Regions from separate parts of the Gossypium hirsutum genome. Here all the other regions are linked to region 2. Evidence: chromatin contacts called from public Hi-C data. All regions are on one chromosome and are shown on one strand. Each heading gives the region's core, a stretch centred on a gene start, on an enhancer-like site or on the middle of the called end of the contact. The rest is flanking DNA. Distances are from core to core; before and after follow the strand shown. Region 1 has its middle 22 kb from the start of LOC107907838. Region 2 has its middle 19 kb from the start of LOC107909562. Region 3 holds the start of LOC107909559 (pentatricopeptide repeat-containing protein At2g13600).

Region 1 (3,629 bases), core at 534-3,033, 94 kb after region 2:
ATAAGATTGCATTATGTTAATCAACTTAGTTTAATAATGCTAAAAAAATCAAGCTAGTATCACGGGTCACGGATCGAAGCCCGTGATGAATGCACATAGAATGTCCTATGAAGGTTAACTAATTAAATTAGGCTTATTTGATCTACTTGAATTGGCCCAATTTGTAAAACATGTGGAGAAGCCCATCTACTTGAAGCTTAGTGGTACAGTGAAACACTCAAGTAAAACTAAAGTTATCGTGGTGAATATTATAAATCCTAAGGGATAAAATTTTATAGAGTTTAAATATTTTAGGACTCTCATAATGTAGATAAGTTTTAATCTTGACCGTTGTAATAATTTATTGAATATATTTGAGAGCATTTACTCAAACACATCGTGTGCATTGTTTTATTGTGGTTTTTTTGTTCGATTTGAGTTCCTTTGTATTTTGAGTTTGCTTTTGCTTTATTTCGGTGCCTTGGAGAATTTCCTTTAAAGAATTTTTACTTTTGAGAGATAGACTGACTTAGACAGATTTGAGGTAAAGAAATCATTTAAGGTAAATAATTTCCTTTAAAGAATTTTTACTTTTGGAGAATTTTTTTTATCCTTTTAGATGAAAAGGTCACAAAGAAAAGCACAACTGAAAAAAAAAATTATACAATGTGTAAATGTTGAGGATTAAATTTTTTAGAATCAAGACTAAATTGACATAACGTATTAATGTTAAGGGTTAAAGTTGCTATTGTGCCAACTTTAAAAGCTACCATGTTTATGTTAGTCATATAGTGGATGATGACTAAAAAAGACAAAATCGAAAAATGGGTGATCATTTTGTAATTTTTCATATTTAGGTGATTAAAAAAAAGGTTAGGTGACTACCATTGTAGTTTACCCTTAATTTTTTATTTTTATTAATTAATTTTGGAATATATATTTTTTATTTTTTATAATTTGTACATATTTTTAATTTCAATACATTATGTCATGTTTTAATTGCCTGAAAGTGCCATGTAGTGGGTTCTAATAAGCGCCACATGTCAACCAGAGTATTTTTAATGTCATTGGACTTGATGAAATATAACTTTAGATACCAATATAAAAAAATAAATACCAAGATAAAAAAAATAGTATAATTTGGAGGCCTTTTAAGCCTTATTCTAATGGCAAACTTTAGGTTAAATTATGCTATTAGTCCTTTACTTTACGAAAATTGTGTATTTAGTCTATTTACTTTAATTTGATCAATTTTAGTCTTTTGTACTTTTTGAATTAGTTAATTTTAGTTCTAACCCGAACAATAGCAATTAAATTTATTTGGTTAAATTCAATTACTAGTCTTGTACTATGCATATAGTTGTAGATTTTGTTCATATTCTCCAATTGGATCATTCTAAATCCCTATACTTTTAGAATTTTAAAATTTCAGTCTTGACACAAATGACAGTCGTTAGTCCTTTAATTGAATTTTTAGTGAGTAATATTTGGAAATAACAAGTTGCATGACATTACACATATAATTATATGTTTGACACATCAAATTCTGAAAATAGCAAAACTGAACTTAATGAATTTAATAAATATTATCGAATGAAGATTAAAATTTTAAAATATGTGAATAGTTAAACTAAAAATTTTAAAATATGAGAAATAATTAAACTAAAAATAATCAAATTAAATTCGTAACATTTGTAAACAATTAGGACTAATTACCCGGATGTGGGTGTCATTGATCCGTCCCTCTAAGTCCTCATGATTCAAAACTCCCACTTCTAAAGGCCCGTAGGGTAGCCCACCACTTTTAGCAATAATGTGAGAAGCAAGCACCGACCCACCGGCCATGGAGGCCGCATTATCAGACATGCGTAGTGCCACAAACCTCATTAATTATACTACTGTCATACACTCCCATCTTAGTTTCCACTACCCGATCAGCTTCCTCGCCATCTCCGAGTAGCTAGCTAGGCTGGCCAAGGACGACCATCTCCGATCGTTCCATTTCATCATCTCTAGCATTTTCGGTTTGAGTATCTCCTTCCATTTCGTCGGACATAGCTTGAGATCATAATCACTATTTGTGAAGAATATGGCCATCATTAGGGAGCAACTCAATGTCTTCCACTCAATTTCCAATACCCGTTAAACATATAATTTCTTAAACTTTCTTCCTTTCCTCGGTTTTTCGATTAATATAAGACCCTAAGTAAATTTAAAAAAAAGACTCGTCAAGTTGAATAAAAGAACCCCAAACACTAGCATTACTCTGGAAAGTCCAAATATTCCTAACTTGAAGGAAATGCCATAAAAACATATCCAAGTAAGCATCTTAACATGGTTAAAGGTTAGTCTTGTATTATTTTTAGAAAGTGTTTTTGAAAATGATTTTGAAAAATTAAAATGTTCATTTTAAATAATAATATTGTTGAGTGGCACTCGACAATGCTAACTACAGACTGCCACTGAGGTGGTTATAAAACCTACTTTATTTGGTTTGACAATTTAATGAACAAAATATTTGGTTCTGGTTATATGCTGCTTTATTGAAGATATTATGATCCATTCATGGAAAACCAATCCTTGGCATTTGAAGATTGAATTGGATTCAAGTGAATCAAATAATCCCTTGAAACATGGAGGATCGGTGAAGATTGTGTGCTATTTTGGAAATTAGATCATTGATTGATTGTACTTTGATTATTTTGATTGTATTAGCTATTTTCAAGGAATTACTTTATATTGATTTAAATGCTATGTTAGTAAGCCGAGATTGATATATCATTTGAAGCTTGTATAAGTTATGTATGAGAGCTTATTTAGTGCATTCTAATATGTTCATCAAAGGAACGACTGTGTAAGAGAGTGCAAAGTTTGTATTATAAACATTGTTGAGAGCGTTTACTGCCAAAGTTCTCAGGGGGAAGATTTGGAGGTGAGAGTTCTAGTCTTTAGGTACAAGGGTGAGAATCTCTATACTTGGAGAGTGATAGAGTGTGAGTCACTTGTAGTATTCGTGACTAAGGATAGTGGAATTTCTCACTGAGTTAGGCTCCACAGATGTAGGGAAACTGATCTGCGTAAACAAATTCTTGGTGTTATTTGTTATTTTGTTAGCACAATTTTGCGATGCCAAGTTGTAGTGGCCACTGCAGTCTAGTACTTCCATTGCACTTGTTGTGTTAAGCAAATAAGCTACTTAAGTAGCAACAAATATTATAAAGTAAAAAAAAAGTTAATTTAAATGATATTCAAATTCCATAATATTATTATATATGAAAGAACAATTTTTAAATATTTTTAAACAATTAATATAAATTGTTTGTAAATTTGAATTTAAGTATATAAACAGTATTTTAGATATAAAAATCACATAAAAACATACTCTTATAAATTAATAAATATTCCATAATTGATAATTTACTCAAATGCAAAAGATCACTCTTTTCTTTGTATCTTTATTATTATAATGATGAAATGTTCGTTTATTTTTGTATTAAAAATATATATTCAACTTAGATTATAACAAAATATATAAAAAATAATTTATAATAACTCAATGTTAAAATTACTATTATATGAAATATAAATTTTAAATATTTTTAAAAAACTAATATAAATTATTTTTAAATTTTAATTTCAATATACAAACC
Region 2 (3,446 bases), core at 93-2,592:
TACTAAAAAAATGGATAAATTAGTCCTTGTACATTATATCAAAGAGTAATCTGGTCGTTTCTGTTAAAAATTTCATCCATTTCTACTGTGTAAAAATTAGTGTGGCTAACAAAATAATCAGACGACCACGTGTACCTCATTATGACATACAAAAACTAATTTTTAATGATAGAAATGGATTAAATTTTTAGTAGAAGAATCAACTTGCTCTCTATTCTAACACACAGGGACTAATTTGTAAATATTTTCAGTAAAGAAGTTAAAATGCAATCCATCTTTTAGTGTAAAAGGCCTCTATAGTATTTTTACTCTTCTCATTTGCATTAAGTGCACCAAATGTGGCCTATTGGGTAAAAACGAGTACTAATAATGAGGGAAATGGATTGGGACCAATTACAAGCCTAAAAGATCCAAGTAAACTAAAATCAACCTAATGTGGACTTAATAAAGCCTAACGTCAAAATCCAAAACATGGATCAATTTGCATTCAGCCCAAAGCTGGAAAAATAGTTGAACTTGATCCAATCAAATGGTTGACTCCAATTCAAATAGATTTCAGGTTGGTTTAACAAATTAAGTTTTCAATTTACTAGATTCAAATTTATTCCAGTTACGTCTCTGCACAAAATCTAGTTTCTACCATCATCATCATCATTTATAGTTATTATTTAAACAAAAAAAAAAGAAAAAAAGAAACTCATTGTCGACATGCATCGAGTTATTTAAGAGTAGTTTGAGTTCAACTAAATAGATTTTATGAGATAAGATAGAAATAGCAAATGTAGAAATATCATCATTCTTAATAAGCCATTGCTTGCATCCTGCAATGGATTGGTTTAAAGTTTAATGTTCAAACACTGATAAAAGTGATGGTAAATAAATAGATTAATTTAACTTGTGATAATGGGTTTTCTAACAGAAAGAAATGAGATCTTAAAATTTGAGGAGTAGCATGAAGCACCCACGGAAGTACTCGAACTGTGTATGTTTTTAAATAATAATAAAACACACATTTTGTATTAGGCTTTATCTCATATGTGTTAGAATCCAAAATCCATTTGTAGCTTCTACTAATATATAGGTAAGACTAAGACCAAGTCTAAGACCCTTCTCTGCTTGGGATTTTCCCTGCAGACAAAACCGTCCATAACTCAAGGCTTCTTCTTTATAATAAGAACAACTTTTTCTTTGTATATTAATATAATATGCTGGAATTGAAACCCTTTTCTCAGAGCTAAGTCTCATCTTCATATATATAAATAATTGAGTAGAGCGGGTGGGTTATATTAGTATAATGTTGAGTGATTGCAAACAAACATTTCCCATGTGATGTGATGTGATGTGATGAGTTTTACTCTCTACAAACCAAACCTCTAAACTTCTGTGTTCACACACTTTGTGTTTAGATGCTATGCTATTATGGTTGAAAATGAATGTCGGGGCGGCGCCAAAGTAGGCAAAGGTTTTATTCAAAATTGAAAAATTACATCTTAATACAATATCATATATATTGCTGAAACTAAAAAAAAAAAAAACAGAAAATGTTGGAGAATGAAAGGACTTGACATGTATATATATATTGGTAACTTTTTTTTTTTTTGAAATCAGAATTTCTACTAATTTCATGAGAAAAATTAAATCCCTGATTTCATAATTAAAGGAAGAAGTGAGCAAATATATACATACTATTCAAAGTACATCAATTATCAGCTTGTGATCAAAATCAAGGGTGGGACATAGGGTAACCAAGATATACGTCAAAACAAAGAGAGAGAGAGAGAGGGGATATATATATTTATAGAATCCGAAAAATGAAAATTTCAAATTACCCCAAAAGAAAAAAGAAACAAAAACTCCAAGGTATGCTTTGTCAAGGCATGTGGAGATGTCCCCTCCCAAACTCAAGTGTCTGCAGGTGAGACGTAGCGTGGGTTGTGCTTGTGTTAGCCCACCTATGTCTCTCACTTTATTAGATTACCATTTTTATTTTTGTCTCTCTTTCACACAAGATTTTTTCTTTCACAAGGGAGATTTGTTTTTTAACAAGCATCATAGACAAGAAGAAATAGGTTACAAATAATTTTAAATTTAATGTTAATTAATTTGAATTCACATGAATTTTGTCTCTATATGAATGATTTGATTAACTCATAAAGAAGATTTGACATTTAGAAATAATTTTATCTATCATGTTGTAAGTACGAGAGTTTTGATTCAATCTTTAACAATTCCATTCTCCTCTAAAAATAAATGAGACATAATAAATTTATTATATTTTCTTGAAATTAAAAGAAAATTATTATGAAGACATTAAAGACAAAAACTCTTTATTTAAACTAAAATGGCAAATTGGCAATGCTTTTATATCCTATATGCAGACACAATCTAGACTTGTAATAATATAAGCTTTTTTGGGGGGTTAGTGTAATATAATCTAAGTTTAGGTCCATGTTAGGTTTGTAATAAAATATAGTTAACATCATAATGTGATTTGATTAATTCAATTATATAGAGAGGGGGGAAGAGAGAGAAATGGGTCACTTCATCACATGTCTTAAAAGCTAACTCCACCCAACACTTTAATATTAGGATTATATAAAAGAGAAGTAGGTAGTGTCACTTGGAATATATGGAAGGGTCTCAATTTGAGTCACATCCACATTATTTGGGATTATGTTTTAAAAGTGCTTTGAACATATCCATAAAAGGGATTTCAACTTGAAAACTAAGTCACATTTTGGAACATCTTTCTATCCTTTTTGGATCCTTTAAAAAAAAGAATCCTTGCATAAAAGAAACACAAGATCATATCTCTACTATACTTTATTTTATTTCATATAAAGAGAGTTTAATTTGAAAATATGTAGAATTCAGCTTAGTTTTGTTGTTGCGGTTTGAAAACTAATGTGTTGTGAAAAAAATAATATGATAAAATTTTTTAGTACTGTGAAATAAATGAGATGAGAAGATATAATGTGAGAATGTTAAGAAGAATTTTATTAGATTATTTGTAATGATAATTACATTTTAAAATTTTGAATCCAAGCTCTCGTGTTGTTCTTGTCAAATAAAATTTTAGTAAATAAATAGGCTATTATACAAATTATTTTTTAAAAATTCTTTAAACATTTGAATATTTTAGAATTCGTGAATATATAATAGATGAATACAGTTTTAAATTTAAAATAAAACTGAGAATATAATTCTATACCTATTATAGAATGGCCGTCAAAAAGCATTTTTGGAGCTAATGAATAAATTTGCATTATGCTAATGCCAAATTCAATTAGAATAATATATATGAAAAATATAAAATAAAATTTTGTTTCAATCCATTGTGAATAATTAATCTTATCCAAAAATAATAATTAGTTGATTTATATATATATAAGGCTAGTTGAGGATTAATTAATTAAAAAATAAAATAATGATATCTATCTTAATAC
Region 3 (3,571 bases), core at 283-2,782, 130 kb after region 2:
TATAACTATTATTATAATCTATATTATAATAATAGTTATATATAATAGTAGTGCATTATATATTACTTATTATATATTATTGTTTATTATTATACTAGTTGGAATATTCTCTAAGTCCTTATATTTTTTTACATTTGGAAGTTAGCCCTCCTATTATATTATATTATATAATGCTATATCATATCATATAGTATATAATATAGCAATAGTTATATATATATGCATTGATGATTAAACATTATAATATCATGTAGTATTATTATATCTTTTATTATAATTTATATTATAATAGTTGTATATGTATTAATATGTTTAGTAATAGCTATATATTATAATATTATTTTATGTACTAGTAATATACTAATTTAATATATCGGTTTAAGGTTAAGTAATCGATTTCAGTAATAGTTATATAATATATTATTATATTATCATTAATTTTTAATTTATAGATTTTAATAATTATTAATTTTATATATTTATTATACATGTATAATTATAATATTAAAAATATTTTATGTTAAATTAATGTTTTTAAAAATTTATTCCATCTTATAATTTAACATAAATATTATTACTAATTAATTTTTCCCATTAATCATATTTTGATATAAATATGCAAGGTTTATAAATATATTTTAAAAAAATTATCATTTATTTATATTTTAAATAATATCATAAAATTATATTAATTATTAATGTTTATTATGGTTGTTGATTTATAAAGTCAGACTTTCTCGAGCTTTGAATCGAATTTATCTCGAGCTCAGATATGTTACCGGTTCAAACTTTATCAAATTCAGATGGTTTCAACTTAAGATTAGACCTGTTCATGGGTCGGGCCATCTGACCCGTCCCGAAGGCCTGCCCGAAATGTGGATGGGTTTGGAAAAAAATATAGGCCCGAAAACGGGCTTGTACAAAAAAAATAAGACTCGATTAAAAAAATGAGTGCGGCCTCGGGTAAGGTATATTTTGACCAGACCCAGCCTGGCCCGACCTAAATTTACTAAAGTATAAAAAAAATCTTTTTTTTTTATTTTTTTTATTTTTTATTGTTTTCTCCTTATTTTGCTACCATTTTACTATTATGTTGCTACTATTTTGTTGTTATTGTTTGGATATTGTATAAAACTTGTTTTATAATTAATTTTGTTATTATTTTAGAGGCATTTGCTTATTAAGTTGCATCTATCTTAATATCATTTAAGTATACATATTTTTTAAAATTTATTTTCAATTTGTTGGGAAATATTTATTTTTGATGTTTTTAGTATTTTTGATATATTATATATATTTAAAATTTATATAAAAAATAATATAAAAATTTAATATAGGTGGGCTAGGCCGAGCTCCAATTTTAATATTTTTATCCGGGTCGAATTTAAACAAAAATTTAAACCAACTTTTTAGGCCGGGCATAAGCTTAATAAACGGGCTTAATTTTTATTTGGACCTAACCCAAACCCAGTCAAAACTCATCCCAAACCAATGAACACCTCTAGTTAAGATGGTTAGGAACGGGATTAAGAGCTTCGCATGTTTTGTGAGCTCTGAAGCCCAACAACCGGTAGAATTTCCACCCAAAAAAGAAACACTGTTTAATCACATTTCAAAGGTCACTGCTGCTCAGGTATTAGAATCCGACTCTCCACTTACTTCGCGTCTCGTTGTCGGAGAGTTGACTCGTTATTGTCATTGAAATCTTTTCCATAACTAGAAATTTTGAAAAAAAAAAAAAACTGTTGGCATCACTTCTATTTTCCTTCCATTACTGAGTTAGAAACATCTCAGTTTGCAGCCAAATGCTAAGGGAGATGCAAAAACCGTAGCAAAAGAGCAATGCCCACCAACTTTGTTTCTTCCAGGATAATGGAATGGCGAAACTTGGATTGCACAAACAAATTGTGGGTGATCTTTCACTGCCCGACTCTTCTCCTTTTGCTAAGCTTTTGGGTTCCTACATCCAATCCAAGTCTCTCCTTGATATACGTCGGTTACATGTTCGGATAATCAAATCTAATTTTGCGTCTGAGACTTTTATCCTAAACAGGCTTATCGATGCCTACGGCAGATGTGGCTCCTTGGAGGATGCCGGGAAGGTGTTTAACAGAATGCCTCAAAGAAACATTTTTTCTTGGAACTCGGTCATATCTGTATTGACGAAATTGGGTTACGTTGATGAGGCAGCAGGGTTTTTTTATTCCATGCCTGAGCATGATCAGTGCTCTTGGAATTCCATCATTTCAGGGTTTGCTCAGCAAGATAGATTCGGAGAGGCTCTTTTCTATTTTGTTAGGATGCATAGAGAGGACTTTGTGCTTAACGAATACTCGTTTGGTAGTGCTCTTAGCGCTTGTTCTGGGTTGAAAAACATTAAAATCGGTGCTCAAATCCATGCTTTAATCGCAAAAACTAGGTTCTTTTCCAATGTTTATATGGGCTCGGCTCTTGTTGATATGTATGGAAAATGTGGGAGTGTCAGCTGCGGCCAGAGAGCTTTCGATGATATGAGTGAGAGGAATAGAGTCTCTTGGAATAGTTTGATCACTTGTTATGAGCAAAATGGTCCAGCTAGTGCAGCTCTTCAGGTTTTCTTGAGGATGATGGATTGTGGAATTGAACCAGATGAACTCACATATGCCAGTGTGGTTAGTGCTTGCGCTAGCTTGTCGGCAATCAAGTCAGGCAAGCAGATTCATGCTCGTGTTGTGAAATGCAATAAGTTGAGGGATGATCTTGTCCTGGGAAATGCATTGGTTGATATGTATGCAAAATGCAATAAAATCAATGAAGCTAGATGTATTTTTGATAGGATGCCAGTTAGGAATGTAGTGTCTGAAACCTCAATGGTAAGTGGGTATGCGAAGGTAGCCAGTGTGAGAACTGCGAGATCAATGTTTGCAAAGATGATGGAGAGGAACATAGTGTCTTGGAATGCGCTAATTGCCGGGTATACACAAAATGGGGAGAATGAAGAGGCTCTTAGACTTTTTCGTCTCTTAAAGAGAGAATCTGTTTGCCCAACTCATTACACGTTTGGCAATCTACTGAATGCCTGTGCTAATCTCACTGATTTGCAGCTTGGAAGGCAGGCTCACACACATGTTTTGAAGCATGGTTTCCGCTTTCAGTTTGGAGAAGAATCTGATATTTTTGTTGGCAACTCTCTCATAGACATGTACATGAAATGTGGATCAGTTGAAGATGCTAACCTGGTTTTCAAAACTATGATGGAAAGGGATTGGGTATCATGGAATGCCATGATAGTAGGATATGCACAAAATGGTTATGGAAATAAGGCTCTTGAGCTGTTCAAGAACATGTTGGCATCTGGTGAGAAACCAGACCATGTCACTATGATTGGTGTTCTTTGTGCTTGTAGTCATGCTGGGTTACTTGAAGACGGGCGACATCATTTCTCATCTATGAGCAGGGAACATGGTTTGGTACCATTGAAGGACCACTATACATGCATGGTTGATTTACTTGGTCGAGCTGGTTGCCTCGATGAAGCAAAGAATCTAATAGAGACAATGCCAATGAAGCCTGACGTTGTTGTCTGGGGATC

The links. Hi-C and Micro-C count contacts between places; a contact is called where the count stands out from the background.
Region 1: a Hi-C map of leaf shows a contact between it and region 2, with 4 times the contacts expected there. The contact joins two enhancer-like sites. A contact is called at or near these places in 3 of 34 Hi-C or Micro-C datasets (all in leaf).
Region 3: a contact with region 2 is called in a Hi-C map of leaf, with 6 times the contacts expected there. The contact joins the promoter of LOC107909559 here to the enhancer-like site in region 2. A contact is called at or near these places in 12 of 34 Hi-C or Micro-C datasets (callus, cotyledon, leaf and 1 more).

What each region holds. Positions count from the first base shown.
Region 1 is chrD02:63,816,053-63,819,681 of Gossypium_hirsutum_v2.1, forward strand. No RefSeq gene overlaps it. Among protein-coding and RNA genes, the nearest start is that of LOC107907838, 22 kb to the right of the region's middle. Within about 2 kb of position 1,784, at least 2 of the 9 cell types and tissues checked have an H3K27ac peak or open chromatin away from gene starts, as enhancers often do. A contact at or near this core is called in leaf, where this site is marked.
Region 2 is chrD02:63,722,914-63,726,359 of Gossypium_hirsutum_v2.1, forward strand. No RefSeq gene overlaps it. Among protein-coding and RNA genes, the nearest start is that of LOC107909562, 19 kb to the left of the region's middle. Within about 2 kb of position 1,343, at least 3 of the 9 cell types and tissues checked have an H3K27ac peak or open chromatin away from gene starts, as enhancers often do. A contact at or near this core is called in leaf, where this site is marked.
Region 3 is chrD02:63,847,803-63,851,373 of Gossypium_hirsutum_v2.1, forward strand. LOC107909559 (pentatricopeptide repeat-containing protein At2g13600) reads left to right here and starts at 1,533. Exons shown (of 2, transcript XM_016837142.2): 1 at 1,533-1,633; 2 at 1,795-3,571. The coding sequence starts at 1,878.